Linked DNA regions of Mus musculus: regions 1 and 2 are each linked to region 3. The links are chromatin contacts, called in public Hi-C and HiChIP or PLAC-seq maps. All regions are on one chromosome and are shown on one strand. Each heading gives the region's core, a stretch centred on a gene start, on an enhancer-like site or on the middle of the called end of the contact. The rest is flanking DNA. Distances are from core to core; before and after follow the strand shown. Region 1 has its middle 27 kb from the start of Wnk1. Region 2 overlaps Ninj2 (ninjurin 2). Region 3 holds the start of B4galnt3 (beta-1,4-N-acetyl-galactosaminyl transferase 3).

Region 1 (3,671 bases), core at 968-3,467, 230 kb before region 3:
CACTAGAAAGTGATTTTGGAAAATGCTTGTCCACTGGTGGAGCTATAGTAACTGTAAGCCAGCTGATCTCAAAGTCTGGTACCAACAACATCAAAATCTCTTTGTCAAAAATATCAACTCCCCAGTGCCTGACAAATACAGAAGTGGATCCATTGGACGCAAAGCACAAGGTCTCCAGTGAAGGAGTTAGAGAAAGAACCCAAGGTGTTGAAGGGGTTTGTAGCCCCTTAGGAGGAACAACAATATGAACCAACCAGTATCTCCAGAGCTCCCTGGGACTAAAACACCAAACAAAGAAAACACATGGTGGGACTCATGGCTCTAGCTGCATATGTAGCAGAGGATGGCCTAGTCGGTCAACAACGGGAGGAGAGGCCCTTGGTCCTGTGAAGGCTAGATGCCCCAGTATGGGGACTGCCAGGGCCAGGAAGAGGAGTGGGTGTGTTGGTGAGCAGGGGGAGGGGGGAAGGGATAGGGGGCTTTCAGAGGGGAAACAAGGAACAGGGATAGCATTTGAAATGTAAATAAAGAAAATATCTAATAAAAGTTATATAACTATTTTAAAATTATAAAACTAAACATTGATACAAATTCACTGAAAAAAAAGTTTAGAATTATTTAAAAAAAAAAAAAAAAAAGTCAACTCCCAGCAGGGTAGTGGTGGTCCATGCACTCAAGAGGCAGAGGCAGGCAGATCTCTGAATTCAAGTCCAGCCTGGTCTACAGAGTGAGTTCCAGGACAGCCAGAGCTACAAAGAGAAACCCTGTCTCAAACAAACGGAAAAAAAAAAATCAGCTCTCCTGGTAGAGCGTGGAGGTACACCTGGTAGAGCGTGGAGGTACACCTGGTAGAGCGTGGAGGTACACCTTGGCTGTGTAGTGAAGCCCTGACCTCAGTCAGAGAGAAAAGGAAAGAGAGCACAAACCCTGTGGCTCCCACTGTAAGATAAAAAACTGGGTGTGGAAGGAAGGGCAGTACCTTCTGGATTTTACAAAACTGAGACTGCTTCAGGCCAAAGTTGAGAACCTTGCTTTAAACCCCAAGCTATCCCAATCCTATGGTGGCTGTATGGCTAATGACTTGCAGAAGGCATGGCTGACAGTCCTTTGTTATGGAAAGAGCTGGGGTTGAACAGTCGGGAGAATCTCACTTCCACCTTCTATAAGGAGGAAACTTTGAAGTTACTTAAACCCTGCCGAGGGCCAGATTCCTCCTGTGTAAACATGTGGAGCTTCATAAAGCCATGACCAAGAAAGTGCCTAGCATGCACAAGCCCTCTTTCTTTCTTGCTTGCTTTGTTGCTCCCAGATTTATTGAAAACATTACAGAACAGATACAAACGGCTCCATGTGGTGTTTTGAGATTCACCCCAACTGTAGGCTGAGTAATCTTGTAGTTTAGTGAATAGGAACAAAAAAAAGAAAGGAAAGAAGGAAAGAGAGAAAGAGAGAGAGAGAGAGAGAGAGAAAGAAAGAAGGAAGGAAGGAAAGAAAGAAAGAAAGAAAGAAAGAAAGAAAGAAAGAAAGAAAGAAAGAAAGAAAGAGAGAGAAAAGAACATGACTGCTCCTAGGTATGGTAGAAGAGAAAGTTTATTGTAGATAAAAGGGAGAGCAGAGGCAGAGACACCTGGGAAAGTCCTGAGTAAACGTGACCGGACTGAGCTGGGCCATGGCGGGAGATGAGGGGAAGGGAGAGGGAGAAGGGGGAGAAAGATCCGGGAGCACAGCCAGAAGGCCAAAGGCACAAAAAACGATGGGCAACCACAATGGCCGGGTTATATAGGGGAGAAGAAGCCAGCAGCCTGGGCTGGAGGGTTCAGAGTAGGGGGCAGGGTATGCCAGCCAGGAAGGCCTTCTTAGGGGCTGAGGGACAACCTGGAAGCCAGCATCTGCTTTGATATGTTAAATAGGCGCCTCTGCCATTTGTCCCAAGTTTGAAACCTAAAGGTCAGAGAGGCTGCACTAATCCCACCAGGTAAGGATTAACCAGTACTACTTTTTTTTTTTTTTTTTTTTTGCCAAATTTGAAATAAGCTTTATTAAGTCCTGGCCATGGCGTGGACACTGGTCAGGTCCATGCCCAGGATTCCCAGAGAATGGCCCCAAAATACATTATTCAGAAGTTTATAAAAGCAAAACCTATAAGGCTACTACTCTCTTCCTGCCTTCGTTCTTTTGAGGGCAGACATACTTCCTGCCTACACACCTCCCACCTACGTGTGATAAAGCAGGTCTATGCAGTCGGGCAATGAAACTTGTTTATCTTAAATGAACAACAGCCCCCAGCAGTCCAGGGAGCTATCTGTCCTTGGGCACGTGCAGTTTACAGGTTAGAGGCATTTTTGTTTTATAAATCCCTTAAGCACATTAATTTAAACTTAAGATACAATTTGAGCCATCACAAAGATCCAGGATCCTAGGAAGTCAGGACTTGAAGGAGAAACTGTGAGGGTGAGGGACCTGGCTTGCAGGCTCACTCACAAGTTCATGCTTGACTAACCTTATACAGCCCAGTACCAACTGCTTAGAGAACTATGTCGCCCACCTTAGGTTGGGCTCTACTACTCAGTTAACCATCAAGACAATTCCACACAGATGTGCTTCCAGGCCAATCTGATCTATGTGACACCGTGATTGAGATTCCCTTCTCAGCTGGCCAGGCTGTCTGACATTGACACAATTTTACCTTAATTTTAAATGTATTTATTTGTTTGTTCATTTAAGACATGACTTCACTATGTTGTCCTGCTGGGTCTGGAATTTTCTCTGTAAAACAGGCTATACTTGAACTCAGAAATCTGCCTACCTCTCCTTTGTCAATGCCGGGATTAGAGGTCTTTGCTATCATACCTGGCCCATTATTTTTATTATTTTTATTTTATTTGTTTGTTTGTTTTTTGTTTTGGTTTTGGTTTTTTGTTTTTCGAGACAGGGTTTCTCTGTATAGCCCTGGCTGTCCTGGAACTCACTCTGTAGACCAGGCTGGCCTCGAACTCAGAAATCCTCCTGCCTCTGCCTCCCAAGTGCTGGAATTAAAGGCGTGCACCACCACCGCCCAGCTTTATTTTATTTTTAAGTGTGTGTGCGTGAGTGCATGCGTGCGTGTGTGCATATATACAGGAATGTAAGTGCAGGTGCCCACAGAATCCAGAATAAGGCTCTGGTCCCCTAGAGCTGGAATTACAGGTAGTTTTGAGATGCCAGATCAGAGGGCCAGGAACTGAACCCAGGTCCTCTGCAAGAACAGTAAGTGCTCTTAATCACAGAGCCATCTCTCCACTCCCACTACCCACAACCCCTTTTTGGACAAGATCTCATATAGCCCAACCTGATCTTGAATTTACAATGTAGCCCACAACAGTCTTGAACTCCTGATCCTTCTGCCCCAGATTCTCAAATGCTCGAATTACAGGCAGAAGCCACCACATATAGCCAACTATTACAATTTTCATTATAGTGCCTTTCTCCATATAAGAAAGGGCTAATAATGTGGTTCCAGTATTGCTCTAGGGACAGAAACACACACTAAAGCCCCTCAAAGAGATTATTCACTAAGTTCCTTCACCAAGAGATAGAGCAGAAAAGCAAGTCCCCTGAACTCTCCACACAAGCCTGAGTCCTTCTGTTTCTGCATCCACGCCATACCATCTTCCGTTTGTCTTTTAGCCTAA
Region 2 (4,042 bases), core at 607-3,106, 180 kb before region 3:
CCCACACTCCCAGGTCTTAAGTAGATTTAGAAAGCTGAGTCAGGTTGGTGATGGAGAAATCAAAGAATAATAGGATTGTATAATGCTATCATGTTATGCTAATCTTGGCTCTGAGGAAAGATTCCCTTCTGTGTGGAAGGCAGTAACAGAGAGCATTCCCCTGATTCTGCTGGTAGCTCCCCATGCCCTCAGGGGTACATCCCAACCCCAGAACCATGGCTGCTCTGTTTGCTCTACTTGTTTTTGTTTTTTTAAATCAAATGTATTAAAATACACCCATATTATTCGCTAAATAAAAATTTGGATATAAACCCTTTAAAAGAATTTTTGCTTTGTTTTTTCCTAATTTTCTAAACAGTATTATTTGTTTGAATTGCAAATAAATACAAACAACATACACCAAGGTTAATTAGCTTTTTTTTTTTTTTTTGGATAAAATTTCTCATCAGGCTGGCTTCAAACTCTCAGCAATCCTCCTGCCACAGCATCCCCAAAACTGGGGTTACAGGCATGCACCACACAATGAAAAATGCAGTATTTGAATTCAGGAATTAATTGCGGTGTTCAGTTCTGGCCTGGGGATGTAGCTCAGAGGGTTTGTCTAATGTGTGCACAGCCCTACGGTACCATGTAGGCAGCAATGTTTCTCTTTCAGGTTTCAAGTAGACTTGGGGAAGCTCACAGCTCAAGACTTGTTGTGCACATTTACCTAGCAGGCAAAATGGCCTGCAAGTAACCCCTGCCCACCTCCCCTGCATGCTGAGATCCTATAAATACTGTTTCCCCTATCTAGAAAGTTCTCTCTCCTTCTACAGCTAGATCCCATCCACTGTCGCCTCATGGCCCTTGGCTTTTGTTCTACCGCTGAGCACTTGCATGAGTAACCTTTCAGGAGCCTCATCTATAAAGGGATCCATAGGGGATTAAGGTTACCTTCGTAGGGTATTAAGTAGCTGTCCACGAGAGCTTGGTCTCCACCAGTCTGCCTTTAACCAACTCTCACCCAGCTGCTGGAGCCCTGTTTGTCTTCTTAAAAAAAAAAACTGCCTTTTATGTGAGGAACACTCAAGAAAGGAAGTCTTGTTTTCGAGATGGGGTCTTGCTGTCCTGCCCTGGTTTGGTCAGGGGAGACATTCAGTGCGGAGGTTCCAATCTGAACCCAGCCCCTCACTCTGGTGGCATCCTTCCACCTTAGAGGGCTACCAATAGAAAAATGAGTAAATGTGGGTACAAAGGTGGAACTAGAGATGCTCTGGGACCTTTGGGACCCAGAGCAAGTATTATAATAGGGCCTCCGGAATGAGCTGGTAATTCAAAACCCAACCCCAGAGTGACAAAATGGTCTCTGACACCGGACTGTCCCTGTTATCTGAGAGGAAGGGGCTCCAGAAGAGACATGGCAGGGGAATCTCCTCATTTGGTTAATGGCATTAAATAGCTTGTGGGCTTTGGGTGTCACTCAGTGGTAGAACACTTATTTTCAGGACCCTGTCTGTGCTCACCTTCAGCCTCAGAAGCAAAGACAACAACAAAAAACAAAACAAAAACAAAAACAAAAACAAAAAACCCAACCAAACAACAAAAAGGATCTGTGGAAAGAGGTGGCTCAATGTAATACTAACCTATGGGGGACTTAAAGTGTGTACGTCATATCCAAAGGCCGCCTCCACCCCTTCTGGAAAGTCCTTTAGCTTTGTTTCAGGGAGCTCTGATGTGCCCTCCATGATGGCCTCCAAGCACACAATGACGCCTGTGGGGGTTTTCGAATGGGGGCTTTTTGCCATCCTGGTATGAAGCTGAGTTAGTCAGAAAAACTCATGCCTTGTAATCCGGATGCCTGCTAGGTAAGGGCCCTGTCACTGAGGTGTCCACAACCCAGTCACGACAGAGCCTTGGTCCTGCAGGCCTAGACCGGCTGTACACACTCCAGAGAGTTCTTGTGAGGCTTAGTGGAGGACGTTTGTAAATACAGACCCTGAGCAGAGCTCATTCTGCCTTTATCTAGTTCTGAGGGCCATGCATCAAGCAGCCGCACAGATCTGGGTGTGAAGGCTGGAACTTTAGCAACTACCAGCATTTCTAGTGTCCCTACAAGTCACACAACCAGGCGGAGAGGTGGAGGAGGGGGACGAGACGGGGGAGGGGGGCGGACTGGGGACAGCTGGGGGGGCGGGGGAATGGGAGCGTGCACACGGTCAGCTGACTGTGGCCGCCCGAGGGAGCACTTCCCAGCCCTCCAGTCTGGGGGGTGGGGGTGGGGGGACTCAAGGCGACTGGCTCCTCCTCTCCTCCGGAGCCAGCCCCTGCACAGCAAACTCCGGAGCTCAGCCCTGCTGCAGGGCTCAGTGGGGTTGTTTCAGTTCCCTTTTTCGCAGAAGAGGAGTTCTTGGTTTCCTGCTGAGTTTCCCCCAAGGCTTCCCTTCTGTTACAGCTGCTGCTACTGCAGTCACCTCAGAGTGACAGCTACCGCTTTTGAAGGCCCGGTGTTTTGTGGATGGGATGTTTTGTTTTGTTTTGTTTTGTTTTGTTTTGTTTTGTTTTGTTTTACTTCTGGTCAGAGAAATCCAATTTATAGATGAAAAAATTTAAAAGATGAGAGAAAGTTCCTTTGCTCACCGTCATGTGAGCTTATATAGAGAGTACAATACAAGCTAGCAAGGGATAACAGACGCTGTCAGATCTCTGGGTGAGGCCTATGCAGGACCATTTTTTTTTCTTTTCCTTTCTTTCCCTCCCTCCCTCCCTCCCTCCCTCCCTCCCTCCCTCCCTCCCTCCCTCCCTCCCTTCTTTCTTTCTTTCTTTCTTTCTTTCTGTTTGTTTTCCGAGACAGGGTTTCTCTGTATAGCACTGACTTGTCCTGGAACTCACTCTGTAGACCAGGCTGACCTCAAACTCAGAAATTCGCCTGCCTCTGCCTCCCAAATGCTGGGATTAAAGGTGTGCGTGCGCCACCACTGCCCGGCAGGACCATTTTGAAGTATGATATTGTTAGGACATTTTTCAACCTTAGCCATACTAGGACAGTGCTTAAGAATTCCGCTAGAATTTACCAAGAGCAGAGTCAAAGATGTGTGTGGAATTTTGACCTGACTTCCAAGAGAAGCATCCAGGTTTGGGACTTATTTCTTTTCCCATCCTCTCTGCCTGGTATAGAGAGCACAAGACTAAGCTATAGTTGAGAGCCTCTGCAAGCAGAACCTTGCTATAGACCCATACAACCTGAGGACGTTGGTCGCAGTTTGAAGGTCCAGAAAGCTTGGCATATGCGCAAGGCAAAATTTGTTTGGTTTTTTTGCTGAGATCCCAGCTAATGGCTGGTTTTTATTATTTGAAAGTCAGTATAGGCAGATTGTCAAATAATTTAATCTCAAAGCATGACTAGACAAGAGAAAGGTCTACCAACCACCTGTAGGAGCTACTCTAAAGTGAGTATACAGATTGAGGAAGGTCTAACCCTATTTTCTAACTGGCTGCTCCTTTCTTCAGAGATTAGAGCTGAAAGCACTCTTGAGTGTGGGAACCATGGGGGAAGAAGGGTGTGCTAACACAAACAAGACAACTAAAGGGGGAATTTTATGCACTGAAATGTTGCTTGATTCTAGAATTGAAAGTCACACCAAAGGGGGGTGGGCACAATAAAACCGGCTGAGGGTATAGCTGAGTAATAGAGCCAGGTTTGTGTACGTGTTAGAACCCAGGCCCTGTTCCCAACACTAAACAGAACACACCCCTTGGAAAGAAACCACCAAGGGACTGAGAGATGGCTCAGCAGTTAAAAGCACTTGTTATTCTTGCAGAGTACCTGGGTTCGATTCCCAGCACCCACATGGTGGCTCTTCACCATCTGTAACTCTACTTCTAGGGGATCTATCTCATGGCTACTTCTAGGCACCAGGCATGCACATGATACACAAACACAAGCAGGCAAAACCCTCAAAGTGAGCAAGTCTTTAAAACAGAAAGAAAGAAACAGCTAAGAAGAAAAGGGAGTTACCAGGCACCCAGGAGGAGCTAAGGAGCATATTGGAGACCCAAGGCTGCA
Region 3 (3,526 bases), core at 434-2,933:
AATCTCCACAGCCCAACTGAGAGGGACCCTGGAGACCATGTAGGCAGGATTCCTCTTGCCTCTTGATCTCTAGCTACAGCCATAGCTTGATCCCTTGTAACAGCATCTTCTAGTTCACAGCCAGAATTGTGTCCACAGCCATAGAGAGGTAGGGCTATAAGAGTACATCTCCAAACCGATCCTGCTTAGTTACTGACTAGGACACTCATTTCTTCTTCTGAGCCACAAAAGATAAACCATCACATCCAGCTAAGAGAAAAACTGTTGGCCAAAAAAATCTACCAGGAGGGTAGTCTTTGAGTTTCTTAAAGCAGGAAAGTGAGACCCAGTGAGAAGATGAAGTAGAACTTCCCCCCACACCCCCCCCCCTCAAGGCTGGAGAAGAGCACCTGACCCTTCTCGAAACTTCTCCACTCCTTTCTGGCTACTAGATGACTTTTAATTTTATTAAGCCTATCAAAAGTATACTGAAAGTCACTGTGGGTAATAATCATATCCATTGAAGAGGGGATAGGCCATTTCCTCCCCTTTTCCTAAGCAGAAACTTGAGTGCTTTGATGAAATAAAAATACAAGTAGGAATTTACTCATGGCAGGGTCGCCTTGGGCGGGGTCTGGGGAGTTTGTTAGATCTGTGGGTATTGCGGAGAGTGTGAAAACACTGGAGGAGGCAGTCTGGACCAGCAGAGAACCACGCATTCAGGAGGTGGGACTCTTGGAAAAAGAGGCGCACGCAAGGCGGGAAGGCCAGGCGTCTCTCTCGGAGGTGCTTTTTGAAAAGGAACCCCCGAAAGCTCGGCTGGAGGGGAAACAGCGAGCCAACCACTCCAGCAAGCCGAGGGCAAAGTTGGGGAGGCTCTGATCGCAGCGTGTGGCCGAGTGCGCCGCAGCCCCAGAGCCCGCGCTCGCAAACAGCTCTGTCCCGCGAGGCTGTGGCTCCCGCACGGTGGAAGGCGCCCCAATCCTCCACCAGCGCTCCGGATGTCCTGAGAGCGTCCCGGCTCCACTCTGTCCTGAGTGGGCAGGCCAGGATCAGCGACCCACAGTGGCCTCGACAAGCCCAGGTCCCCAGGAAAGCGCGGGGCGGCGCCGGCACCTGGAATCAGCTCGGAGAGGCGGGTCCCCGCCCGGAGCGCCCGCCCACCTCCGCCACCTCCTCGCCCCCCGGCGCTACTTACTGTGGTTCAGGGGGTTCCCGCCGGCCTGGGCCGACGCCACCAGCTCCAGATACAGAGTCCAGAGTCCCACCGATACTACGGCGAGCAGCAGCAGCAGCCGGAAGCGCCTCCTCAGCAGCTTGATCGGGCGCAGGAGCAGCATCAGCAACGCGGCGCGGGGGCTCCCCATGGCGCTTCGCCCAGCCTGCCGCTCCAGCACCCGCTACCCACCCGTCGTTCCGGCCCGGCTCCGCCGCTCAGCGCGGCGCACAGCCAGTCTCCCCGGGTCGCTCTCCAGCGGGCCGACTGCTCATGCTCGACGCGTTGGGGTGATCCTGGGCTGCGCGGGTGCCTCGCAGGTCGTTCTCCGGCCGCGGAGCCGGGCTCCTCCTCCCCAAGTGTCCGCTCCACGCCTCTCCTCGTCGCAGGCCCGCCACCTCCCTCCCTCTCTTCTTTCTCACTCCAGCGCTCTGCCCAGGAGGCTCTCCTAGTTGCCCTCCGGCCCCTGCGCTTGCTTGCTGCAGTTAGGGCGCTTTCTCTCAGCTCCGAGCATTACCTTACTCCCTACCTGTCCCGCCCACGCCTTGGCCCCGCCCCCAGGCGCAGGTGGGCCCCGCCCCCTAGAGAATGAGGGAAGGGGAGAGGTGGGGCCAGAGAGAGCTGGTCCCTGGCGTACTCACCGGCTTGGAGTTATGTGGGAGGGTGTGTGGGGTGATGATGAGGGATATGGGACTGAAAGAAGATGCGAGCTAAGACATGGACTCTGTGAACCAAGAAAACCCAGTCACCGTCAAGATATTCGAAGGCGCTCTTTCGAAGCTTGCTGTGGGGCTGAGACACATTTTTTTTAAGTGACCTCTGTGACTTTGGCCTCAGGACCTTTCTCTACCTAGAAAGACCCTAGTCACAATTAACTGACACTTCATTCAATCTTAACTGTCTTCCAAGTCAAATTTGAATACCGTTTTTTCCCTGGCGCAACTACAACTGAAAGGCACCAGGGGAGCCTTTACAAGGAGTTTCTCCAGTTTTAGGTGTTTTGGGTGAAAGATTGTTGGAGATTAAAAAAAAAAAAAAAATGGAGGGGCCACTCAAGAGCAGACCAAATGCTTAGCATTCAGGAGGCCCTGGGTTCCATCCCAGAACCATGAAAGAACTAGGGAAATGGAAAGGGGGTCTGGCAGAACTGTAGAGATGGCTCATCTATTAAGAGTGCATGGTCTGGGTCTGGAGAGATGAGATGGCTCAGTGATTAAGCATCTTCCAGGGGTCCTGAGTTCAATTCCCAGCAACCACATGGTGGCCCTCAGCCATCTGTAATGGGATCTGATGCCCTCTTCTGGTGCGTCTGAAGACAGTTACAGTGTACGTACGCATAAACAAATAAATCTCAAAAAAAGAAAAGAGAAAAGAGTGTATGATGCTCTTCTTCAGGGCCTGAGGTGGGTTCCCCAAACCCATTAATTCCAACTTCCTCTTCTAGCTTCTGCTCCAGCCTCCACTCACATGAATATACCCACACAAAGAGGCACACATGTACATTTGAGAAATAAAATATTTTAAAAAGAAAGAAAAAATGAAAAGGAGAGGCACATCTTCCTTAAGCTGCCCGTACCACAGGTGGATTCGCGCTATTTCCTTCCGAGTCTCTTCTTTTCTCCCAACTCTCATGCCACATAAAAGGTCTTCTTTTATGATTATAGAAGCTTTGAAAGAAAGGTCAAGGCAAGCTTTTTAAAGTCAGCCAAGGTCAGCACAGAGACAAAAGAAATCTAGGGGTAGAGACTGCAGAAGAGAAGAGTGATCTGGCGTACATACCAATTGTAGGAGAAATGTTTAGCATACACAAAGCCTTGGTTTTGATTTCCAGTGTAGGTGAGTGCAGCCGCATGTATACGCGCCCCCATCTCAAAAAAATCCTTAAGAGAAGAGGAAGAGGGGAAAGAGACTGATAGAATACACATTACATGATAACAGAAGGAACCTGAGGGAGGAAGGCAGTCAGTAACAGAGGGGTAAGAAGTGATGAAAAGGCTGTGTGGGAGAGGGCTGAACAAGAACATAATGAAGTGTGTGAGTGTGCGCATGCATGCGCATGTGTGTAAAACTACCATAAGAAAACTCGGGAACTGGAGAGATGGCTCAGCTGTTACGAGCACTGACTGCTCATCCAAAGGTTCTGAGTTCAAATCCCAGCAACCACATGGTGGCTCACAACCATCCATAATGAGATCTGACACCCTCTTCTGGGGTGTCTAAAGACAGCTACAGTGTACTTACGTATAATAATGAATAAATCTTTAAAAAAAAGAAAAAGAAAACTCAACATTTGGTATACTAAACTCTAAAAAAGTAATTTTTAAAAAAAAA

Evidence for each region. A called contact is a pair of places that touch in the nucleus more often than the background predicts. HiChIP or PLAC-seq counts read pairs in DNA pulled down with a chosen protein or histone mark.
Region 1: an H3K27ac HiChIP or PLAC-seq map of embryonic stem cells shows a contact between it and region 3, with 8 read pairs. The contact joins the enhancer-like site here to the promoter of B4galnt3 in region 3. A contact is called at or near these places in 2 of 39 promoter capture datasets (hippocampal neurons and liver), 2 of 484 Hi-C or Micro-C datasets (the AML12 cell line and nephron progenitors), 3 of 115 datasets of contacts at active chromatin or transcription factors (craniofacial prominence and embryonic stem cells) and 1 of 9 other capture datasets (pancreatic islet).
Region 2: a contact with region 3 is called in a Hi-C map of nephron progenitors, with 3 times the contacts expected there. The contact joins the enhancer-like site here to the promoter of B4galnt3 in region 3. A contact is called at or near these places in 3 of 39 promoter capture datasets (the 3T3-L1 cell line, cranial neural crest and pre-B cells), 2 of 484 Hi-C or Micro-C datasets (both in nephron progenitors) and 5 of 115 datasets of contacts at active chromatin or transcription factors (craniofacial prominence, embryonic stem cells and stem cell-derived neural progenitor cells).

What each region holds. Positions count from the first base shown.
Region 1 is chr6:120,063,729-120,067,399 of GRCm38.p6, forward strand. No RefSeq gene overlaps it. Among named protein-coding and RNA genes, the nearest start is that of Wnk1, 27 kb to the left of the region's middle. Within about 2 kb of position 2,218, at least 49 of the 459 cell types and tissues checked have an H3K27ac peak or open chromatin away from gene starts, as enhancers often do. A contact at or near this core is called in embryonic stem cells, where this site is marked.
Region 2 is chr6:120,110,290-120,114,331 of GRCm38.p6, forward strand. The region is part of intron 1 of Ninj2 (ninjurin 2); the gene reads left to right. Among named protein-coding and RNA genes, the nearest start is that of Ninj2, 19 kb to the left of the region's middle. Within about 2 kb of position 1,857, at least 265 of the 459 cell types and tissues checked have an H3K27ac peak or open chromatin away from gene starts, as enhancers often do. A contact at or near this core is called in craniofacial prominence, embryonic stem cells, nephron progenitors and 2 more, where this site is marked.
Region 3 is chr6:120,293,214-120,296,739 of GRCm38.p6, forward strand. It overlaps B4galnt3 (beta-1,4-N-acetyl-galactosaminyl transferase 3), which reads right to left and starts at 1,684. Exons shown (of 20, transcript NM_198884.2): 1 at 1,178-1,684. The coding sequence starts at 1,346.